Regions from separate parts of the Rattus norvegicus genome. Here region 2 is linked to region 1. A link is a contact called in public Hi-C data. All regions are on one chromosome and are shown on one strand. The core of a region is the stretch at or near the end of the contact, and the rest is flanking DNA. Distances in the headings are between cores, read along the strand shown. Region 1 holds the start of Bcl9l (BCL9 like). Region 2 holds the start of Ddx6 (DEAD-box helicase 6).

Region 1 (4,849 bases), core at 1,396-3,895:
GTTTTGTTATGCACTACGTTAGAGACCCCTGCAACCCACCCACCACCAGTATATTTTTGGTTGTGAGCCTAGCTTTTTAGGGCTGAGCCATCTCTCCAGCCTGTCGCCATCACTATTAATACTGACTTCTGGACCTACTATGAACAGGACTTATGCCAAAACGAATTAGTGGTACATGCCTTTAATCCTAGCATTCAGGAGGCGGAGGCAATGAATCCCTGTGAGTTCAAGTCCAGCCTGCTCTGTATAGAGAGTTCCAGACTAGCCAGGGCTATAGTGAGAACCTGTCCCAGTGAAGCCCAAGTGTCTTGTCATTTGTGATCTGAGGCTGATCCACAGAGTAACTTGGAGTCAATTTGTTTGCTGGTTCTCTGCCTGTGGTCAGTAGTATACCCTGGAGACCCTAAAGGGAAAAGAAAATTAAACTCAAATTCATGGTCCTACTGTCCAAAGTATGGGGATCACAGAGCTCAGCTTCTCTGGGCTTCAGTTCCTTTTCTTTTGTTTAAAGATAGACATACTTTGGGGTTGGGGATTTGGCTCAGTGGTAGAGCGCTTGCCTAGCAAGCGCAAGGCCCTGGGTTCGGTTCCCAGCTCCGAAAAAAAGAATAGAAAAAAAAAAAGATAGACATACTTCATAGAATTGGGGTGATTAAATCCTTAACCTAGCACAGTGCTTGATACAGTAGTTAGTATACACTTGGGCATTGTGTGTTGAGAGGATTTAAATGATGATGAGGGGCTAGAGAAATGGCTCATGGGAAGGAGCACTTGGTGCTCTCAGGGAGGGCCCAGACTCAGTCCTAGAACCCACACGGCAGCTCACAACGGTGGACACCAGGCACACACGGGTGCATAACACATATGAAGACACACACTCATACATATAAAATAAAAATAGTTCTATTAACAAAAACAAAACATAGTCCCCGGGCATCATGGGCCATTCCTTTAATCCCAGCACTTGGGAGGCAGAGGCAGGCAGGTCTGTGCATTCAAAGACAGCCTGGTCTACACAGTGAGTTCAGCCTGGTCTACAGAGTGAGTTCTAGAACAGCCATGGCTACAGAGACCCTATTTACAAACAAAAGTCAACCCTAAAATATGGCCATTCAGTAATACAACAGTGTTCTGTAAGTCATAATGTTATCACACACACACACATGTCATAGAGTCATTCTCTCCACTTTCAGGGCTTTTGTTTATTTTTATCTATTACTATTGTTTATTTTATTATTTTAGATAGAAAGTCATATTTGCCCAGTTTGAGCTCAGGTTCAAGATGATCTTGAACTCCTGATCCTTTGGCCTTCATTTCCTGTCACCCTGAAGTCTTTTTCATTCAAGGCTTATGCCCCTGCCCCCATCTGGACCTCCCAGATCTTGCCCAGTGCCCAGCTCCTGGGCCCATCCACTCCTTCAGTCAACATTCACTGAAGCCCTACTGTCAACCTGGCCAACACTTGAGTCATTCGTGGAAGGAACATAGAGACTGGCAGTTATGATCTGAGTCCTCAGGAATCTTGTGCCAGCCAGATGTACAGAAAGGAGAAAGGACAATCAGTACTCTGGTGGGTGGTACAGATGTGACAGGTGAGGGGGAACTGAAGACACACAGTTTGCTAGTGTCCTTTCTTTCTGAAACAGGCAGTGCTCAGCACTGGTTGATCTCATTCTAGGTGAAGGGGCAGCGGGATAGAAGAAAAGTGTCCTGAGAGAAGAAGACTTGAATTCTAGTCCTAGGTTCACAATTCTAATTGTGCAACTCAGTAATTCCTTAAGTCACACAAGCCTTGCTTTTCTCATTTATGTAACGGGGCTATAACCCCTTCCTTGTGAATCCGTGGTAACCATTGAGGTAATACATGCAGTGCTTTTAAAAACTGTGTAGAATTTTTTTCCCTCCACGGGTCTGACATCCTATAGGATGGTGTTTTTGTGTGTGTGCTGTGAATGTATGTGTGATGCCTTTTGAGGTGAGGAAGAGTTTGAGAAGACAAAGGTTTCGCTTCCTCAAACATTTTCTAAGCATCCAATTTGCACTGCTGAAGGTTTAATTGAAAAAAAAAATTCAGTCTATGTCCTCAGTGGGAGGGGGGAATGTTCTTAGTGCAAAATGAATGTAGGTGGGTACAATAAAGAGGGGAGCTAGATGTGTGTGTGTGTGTGTGTGTCCGTCCAGGCTACTCCCACTCTTTTTTTTTTTTTTTTTTTTTTTTTTTTTTTGGTTCTTTTTTTTCGGAGCTGGGGACCGAACCCAGGACCTTGCGCTTCCTAGGCAAGTGCTCTACCACTGAGCTAAATCCCCAACCCCCTCCCACTCTTTCCAATCCGTGCAGATAGCACGGTAGGTTTCTCAGACCTCTCCCTAGCCTCCGATGCTTTGGGTGCTACTCCTCCCAAAGCCTTAGGAAAGGGGGAGGGTGGCTCCAAGGCCCCTTCCCCGCCCAGGGCCAACTGCCTCCTGCTAGCCGGTCGGGCGCCTTACCGAGTCAGACCACTGGGAGGCTGGGGGAGCCGGGTTGGGCGAGGAGTCGGGCGAGATGGGGGAGCTCTTATTTTGACAGGGGCCTCTCCCGGCTCTGGTATGAAGGCAGAAGGAGGCAGCCAGAGAGCCCCGATGCTTATTCAGGCTGGGGAGAGGAGCCGAGTGGAGGGGCGAGCGTGGCTCCGGCAGCGCAGGGGATCCCGGGGAGGCGGCGGCGCGCGGCGGAGCCAGTGGCCGGACATGCCCCGGATCCGGGGCCGCTGCAGCACCGCCGCCGCCCGGAGCCAGCCGGCCGGACGCCCGCACGCCTGGGTCCCCTGGCGCCGCGCCGCCCGGGGGCTGCGATCTGGACCCTCGGCATCCGACCAACAATAAGCGCCTAGACAGCCCCCTCCCCGCCCCGTGCCCGCCGTCCCCGCGGGCCTCGGGGAAAGTGAAAGGAGGAGGCGAAGGAAGGAAGGAAGGAAGGAAGGGAGGAGGAGGAGCAGGAGCGGCAGCAGCCGGAGCTGGGAGGTTTGGGCCGAGACCCCAGCCCGGAGCCCGGGCACGGCGGTGCGGTAGCTCTCCCGCTGCTGCCGGCGCCCAGGACCATGCTCCGCGGTTGGGAGGCAGGAACCCAGGCAACCAGCGCCTCCGGGATACCTGCTCGCGGGCCGGGCTGGTATTAAGATCAAGGCGTCCAGGATCAAAAAGACCACCGCCTGCCCGCCTTCTCCACGACTCCACCGTCCTGCTGGAGGATCCCAGTCCACCCAACGACCCTGATCTGGTTATGGCGTCCAGCTCCGGCCTGGCGTGAGGACCCCCGACCGGTGCGAGGTGAGGGTTGGTTTGGGGCAGAGGGCTAAAGTCATGCCAGGCCAGCTGGAGCGCGCCAAGCGAGATCCAGTTTAAATTGGGGAGGGGAAGCGCAGTATGATTGTCTCTTGCGTTCTAGCTCGCACCCCAGGCTGTTTAGGAAGCGGGGGACTCCTCTAGGGTCACCAGAAGAAATTCTTAGGTCCTCAACGAAGCTGGCACTCTCGGAGCACTACGAGAAGGGCTTAGTGGCAGCCAGGAGACCCTACCACCTTAGCGCAGAGAACAAGGCCGGCCTTGGGCCAGCTGGAGCAGGGAACTCTGCCCTGGGGGCTTCTGGGAGATGTAGTCCCCCTCTCAGGCTCACTAACTCTTGGGTCCTAGCACCCAGCACTCTTCCCCTGACTCGTGGGAGCCTCCTGGGGGAGAAGGGTTGGGACAAGAGTGAGAGGTTGGGTCCTCTGCCCCTAGGCACTGCCTCTCAGCCTTAGGAGCCAGAGGAGCCTCCCCTGCGAAGGATTCTGAGTGCTGTGGGCTTGGCTGGGGGTGGGGCAGTCATACAGTTCCTTGGAGGTTTCTCTGCACTGCCAAGGAAAGGTGGCTCCTGTCTTGATTCAAAAGAGCCCCTGGGGGGTGAGGGATATGAAGAAGAGAAGTAAGACTTAGGCCCTCTGCGTAGCTGGAGTATGGCCCTACTCCGAGGGCTGCTGGAATTTGGTTTCAGAGGATATGGAGGTCCGGCGTCTTCCCTCCCGCCGCCCCCACCCCACCCCCCTGGAGACGGAGAAATAGAACATCCCTCAAAGTCTGGGAGTCAAAAGAGTGTCTCTCTGGAGCAATGAAGCAAGGATTAGTTTCTGTCTGTCTGTCCAGCTTCCTTCCTTCCGGGTTTTTCTGACACCACCTTCCTCCCTCCTCCTTCTGTTCTGTCTGCTGCTTGGTGTGTGTGTGTGTGTGTGTGTGTGTGTGTGTGTGTGTGTGTGTGTGTGTGTGTGTGTTCATGTCTTGTCTGGGGGAACCTCAGCTTTAGGAGAATGAGTGTCATTTCTGAGAGAGGAAGGCTTGGTGTTTGCCTGAGCCCTAGAAGAGGTGTGTGCGGGAGGGTCTGCGGGCCCCCTTGGTTTTTTGCTCCGCCTCTTTCCCTCCCAATGAACTGCTTGGCGTTCTGTTTTCCCTGGGAATGTTGTCTGTCTCGTAGCTGCTATACCACCACCAATGCCAGTACCCACACTTCCTTCTCCCCCTCTCCTCAGCCTCTCCAGGGGTCAGTCTCTTCCCTAGGACAGTTGCTGTTTCCCAGAATGGACTTGGCTGCCTTCTCAGGCCAAGACCATGATCTCATGGCTCCAAGGGAAAAGTGTGCTCAAAGTCAGCTCTCAGGCCCCACAGTTGGGAGCCTCAGGATGGGGTGAGAATGCTAGAGGAAGGTGAGAAGCAGGGAGGGAAGCAGAACTCTGGTACCAGGAAGGAGAGCACTTTCTCTCAAGTGATCCGCCTGTCTGGCCTTGAAGGACCGGGGTTCTGTCTGCATGCTTGCTGCTGGAATTTCTTTTCTAAGTCGTG
Region 2 (4,849 bases), core at 1,707-4,206, 120 kb after region 1:
AAAAACAAGTATTTTTATAGAGATTAATAGATTACAATTCACCTTAAAAATAGGAGATTTAGCTTAGTGATAGTCTACATGAATTAGGGAGAAAAATGTGTCATAATCATTGGATCTCTCAATCATTAAAACTGACCCCACGGGCTGGAGAGATGGCTCAGCGGTTAAGAGCACTGACTGCTCTTCCAGAGGTCCTGAGTTCAATTCCCAGCAACCACATGGTGGCTCACAACCATCTGTAATGGGATCCGATTTCCTCTTCTGGTGTATCTGAAGACAGCTACAGTGTACTTATATATAATAAATGAATAAATAAATCTTTAAAAAAAAACTGACCCCACATTAAAAAAAGTCTGGCCATGTGGGGATGGGGGAACATCTTTAATCCCAGCAGAGCGAGGCAGAGGCAGGTGGTTTTCTGTATGAGGACAGCTGGTCTGCAGAGAGAAACCCTGTCTTCAAACAAAACAAAGCAAAACCAGAAAGAAAGAAAGAAAGAAAGAAAGAAAGAAAGAAAGAAAGAAAGAAAGAAAGAAAGAAAGAAGGAAGGAAGGAAAGGAAGGAAGGAAGGAAGGAAGAGAGAGAGGGAGAGAAAGAGAGAGAGAAAGAGGGAGGGAAAGGAAGGAAGGAAGATGGACAGACAGATGGTGGAGAGAAAGAAAAAAAGGGACAGAGGGAGAAACAGGAGTTGGAGAGATGGCTAAGCAGTTAAGAACACAGGCTACACTTGCAGAGGACCATGGTTCAGTTCCCGGCACCCACATGGTAGCTCACAATCATTTGTAACCCCAGCTTCAAGGGATCAGAGGACCCTTACTGGCCTCCTCAGGCTCCAGGTACACATACACATCAAATTAAGTTAACTTTAAAAGAAATAAATGAAAACAACTTTTAGGTCAGGGGTTGGTGAATGCCTTTAGCCATACCACTCAGGAGGCAAAGACAGCCTGGACTATACAGAGTGAGTTCCAGGACAGCCAGAGCTACACAGAGAAATTGTCTCAAAAACCAACCAAACAAATAAACAAAAGGGGCAAACAAAGCCTCACACCTTTTCTTAAGAGATCACGTAGGTTCTCTCCAGGGTGAAGACAAAGTACAGGCCTATTCTCTTGCACGAGTAAAGCATTTTATCTGGGTGGGAGATAAAATGCTTTAAACTCAGAATTGCAAAAAGCATCACCATTATAATAATACTAAGTTAGAGTACTGGGTGTGGTGGCACACACTTATAAATCTCAACCAGAGCAACAATGCAAGAACCTATTTCAAGACAACAAAGGGCTTTCTTTGCTCTATGGAACTAAATCAAAATCGCCAAATGACAACTGGCTATTTACTTAGTGCTTGCAATGGCAATGGGGTCAGCAAGCATCCACTGGAGTTTGGTAAAGACTTACTAACACAAGCACTACACACACACACACACACACACACACACACACACACACACACACACTTACTAACACAAGCACTACACACACACACTTATTAACACAAGCACTACACACACACTTACTAACACAAGCACTACACACACACACACTTACTAACACAAGCACTACACACACACACACACACACACACACACACACACACACACACACGAAAAGCGCAGCAGTTGGGGAGGGGTGCTTCAGGCTTACTCTGATTGGATGTTGCTGTCTAGAAAGCAGGAGAAGGGCTGGAAGCAGGGAGTCATTGGCTTAGAGAGCGTATTTGGCTTTCTCTGATTGGTCTCAAGTTGGAAGCAGCGGTAAAAAATATGGAAGCTGCTAGTCACTGACTACGAGTATTGACTGTTCAGGACCCCTTAACGAGTGATCTAGTATGGAGTCGTATTGTCACAAATGATTTGACCATTGTCAGTATTTCCAGCCCTCCAGCAGCGTAGGACGCAGGTTTTTCACTTCGGCCCAGCTCGATTTTTACTTAACACACAAGAAATGTTTGTTTTACTTGAAACAAGACTGCTTTCTAGGTTAAGGATAAGACCTCAGGATCTGAGAATCATAGAAACAAATGCACAGATAGCTGTCTGCAGTGAGGGTCAGGCAGCAGAATCTACTGGTTTCCCATTTTCACAGCGAGACCTCCCTCGTAGAGGCGACCCGCCCTTCTTTCTAGAAGAGTGCCACTGCCGGCAGGAGCAAAGGGTCACCTCGCCTGCACTCTGGGCTTGGTAGCCCACGACCTAGGGCGGGCTCCCGGTTCACGCTTTCCCCGCTGCCTCGCCGACAGCCTCGGCCCTTCAGGCCCAATTTTTCTGCACGTCCCTGGGTGGAGGTGCGCCCTGGCCTCGCAGCAGCCTCCCGGCCACCCCAGGTCAGCTTCCGGACCGGCGCAGGCTGCCCTCCGAGCGCGTCCCCGGTCAGCAGTCAGCAGGCGTCCCCTCCGCCCGGCCCGGCCAGCCCAGCTCAGGAGGGACGAAGGCAAGGACGACACTCCCCGGCCACCATTCATTTCCCCACTGGTCTCCTCAGCTCTGCAGGCAAGCTCTCCAGTCCGTCCGTCCGTCCGTCTGTCCGTCCGTCCGTCCTTCCCGAAAACAGCCCCGTGTTTCCCTGAGCTCGGTCCCATCAGTAACGAGTCTCTCCCGACCCTCGCCCGCCGCGCCCAGGAAGCCGTGACGCCGCGGCGGCTGCAGCGGCGGAGCTCTCGCCATCTTGTGTGGAGGAGGAGCCGCAGCCGCCGCCATGCGGAGAGGCTGGGAAGGAGGGAGGGAGACGACAGCGGCGGGCGAGGGAGGGGGCAGAGCAGCAGAGTCAGCTCCGCTCAGCGGCGACATCCGGGGCGCCGGCACAGCGGGCTACGGCCGAGGTAGCGCGGGACGGCAGCGGCGGCGGCGGCGCGGGCGGCGAGCGGCGCGGCGGGGGCGGGGCGGCGGGCGTAGCGGCGAGGGGCCGGGTGGGGGCGGGCGGAGGTTTCCGAGGAGGAAGGAGCCGCCGCCATTTTGGGAGCTTCGAGTCAACAATAAAGGACCGAGGGTGCGGAGCGGGAGTGGCCTGGGTGGTAGGACTCGGGCCCGAGCCGCGGGGCGTGGGGTGAGGCGGTGTGGTCGGGGTCGGTAGGGCCCTGAGGGTCGCGGGGAGCCCCCTCGGGCGGGAGTCAGGGCGCGCTTGGGGCGGAAGCCCGAGGCCCAGGCCTGGCCCGGGAGGACGGGCGGGTGGCCGCTGAGAGGAGCAGCGGCGGCGGCGGAGAGGAGTGGAACCGAGGAATGTGGTGTGTGCCCGGTCTGGAGGAGGAGCGGTGGAGTGCTCTGGGCGAGCGGTGTGGTAGACGGGAGCGGGGACGGAGCGGCGGCCGGGACTCCGGAGTGAGGTTGGGAGTGCGAGGCAGCCCTGTTGGGGGCGGCAGGGCTGTGCTGTCCGGAGACTGGGCTAGGAGAGGACCCGCAGCTGCTCGGTTGCAAGTAGGCCTTGCAGGTTGGTGGGAACATAGGGTTTGGGGAGACTCAGCGGCGTAAGAGGAAAGGGGAGGCGGTCCAGTTTTTGGGGTTCTCTTCCGGGCCTTCTGAGGGGAGTCCCTATTGTTTCCCACTCGCAGAGCTGGTTCCGGCTCTTGTGGCGCAGATAGATTGCAGGGCAGAAAAAAACCCTTTTGCGTTTTGATCTGAAGGAGCTGGATTTGTAGAGTGTAGTTGGGGGAGGGGGAGAGGAATTATTGCCCTACGGTTACTGGACTCCGAGTCTTAGCTTGGTTTTTCCTTTTCCATAGCCCCCCTTTTCCTTCAGAAAAACCCCAATCACTCCAACTTCCTGCTGAGGCTTAGAGAAATCGCGCTGTATTTGCAAACAAAAGCCCTTGTTGGAGCTTATGGTACTGTTTTAGGTGTGAAACTGTCAATTGCTAACCACGGTCTGGGCCGTGCTGTAATTAACTCTGCCAGGGGCTCCTCCCAGCTAAGTCTACGTTCCTTCGTGGTTTTGTTTTAAGACTATAACTTGCAAATCTAAATTGGGAAGGGGTAGGACGAATATTTCCCCAACTGAGACATAAAACTGCAGTGCAGGTATCTGTTTCTGGAGAGAGCAGTTATCGAAGTCTCTGGGTTTAAGGCACTGGGTCTTACTGGGCTTGATTGACAGTACTGATGGTGTCCGTTAGTATTCAGAGGTTGCCCCCTTCAGCCTCTTAGTGCTGTACAAATAGGAAGCCTTCCTGTTTGACGTACCTCATACTGTTGATCATATGCTGTCAATACAGAAAATGCCTATTAACAGAACAAATAAACAGCTTTATGTGATAAGCAGCATTTGTGAGCAAGTTGATATATAACGAGATATCCTTTGACTTGAAAATTTTGGGTTTGGGACACTTGGTGTGTGGCAAAGATAACTAGCACTAATTAAGCTAGTGTTTTGGGAACCAGTGAAATAATGTAAGGGGGTTACAAAATAAAACTGAACGAGTTGGGCTTATACTGGTCCTTAGTAATTTTTTATTTGCCAAATTTTGAGAATTCCATTTGGGGAACAATTTAAAGTAGAGGAGGTTGACCAACTCTTTCTTAAAAATAACTTAATTAGACTCGCTATTCAGGGTGATTTGGGAGAATTTTATTAAAACTACAAGTTTAGCCCTCTGGTTTTTCTTTCCCCTTTTACTATAGGACACACACACACACACACACACACACACACACACACACACACGTACGTACGTACGTTTAAACTTTTTTATTTTTCCTTTTCTTTTTTTCGGAGCTGGGGATCGAACCCAGGGCCTTGGGCTTGCTACGCAAGCCCTCTACCACTGAGCTAAATCCCCAACCCCTAAACTTTATTTTAAATTAGGACATACTTTTTGAAAAGTGTTATAGTAAAAGGCAACACTAACAGCTTTCATT

Evidence for each region. Hi-C and Micro-C count contacts between places; a contact is called where the count stands out from the background.
Region 2: a contact with region 1 is called in a Hi-C map of liver, with 3 times the contacts expected there. The contact joins the promoter of Ddx6 here to the promoter of Bcl9l in region 1. A contact is called at or near these places in 2 of 12 Hi-C or Micro-C datasets (liver and mammary epithelial cells) and 1 of 1 datasets of contacts at active chromatin or transcription factors (oligodendrocytes).

The regions. Positions count from the first base shown.
Region 1 is chr8:53,706,125-53,710,973 of GRCr8, forward strand. Bcl9l (BCL9 like) reads left to right here and starts at 2,646. Exons shown (of 11, transcript NM_001106817.1): 1 at 2,646-3,307.
Region 2 is chr8:53,825,793-53,830,641 of GRCr8, forward strand. Ddx6 (DEAD-box helicase 6) reads left to right here and starts at 2,957. Exons shown (of 14, transcript NM_001109292.1): 1 at 2,957-3,044.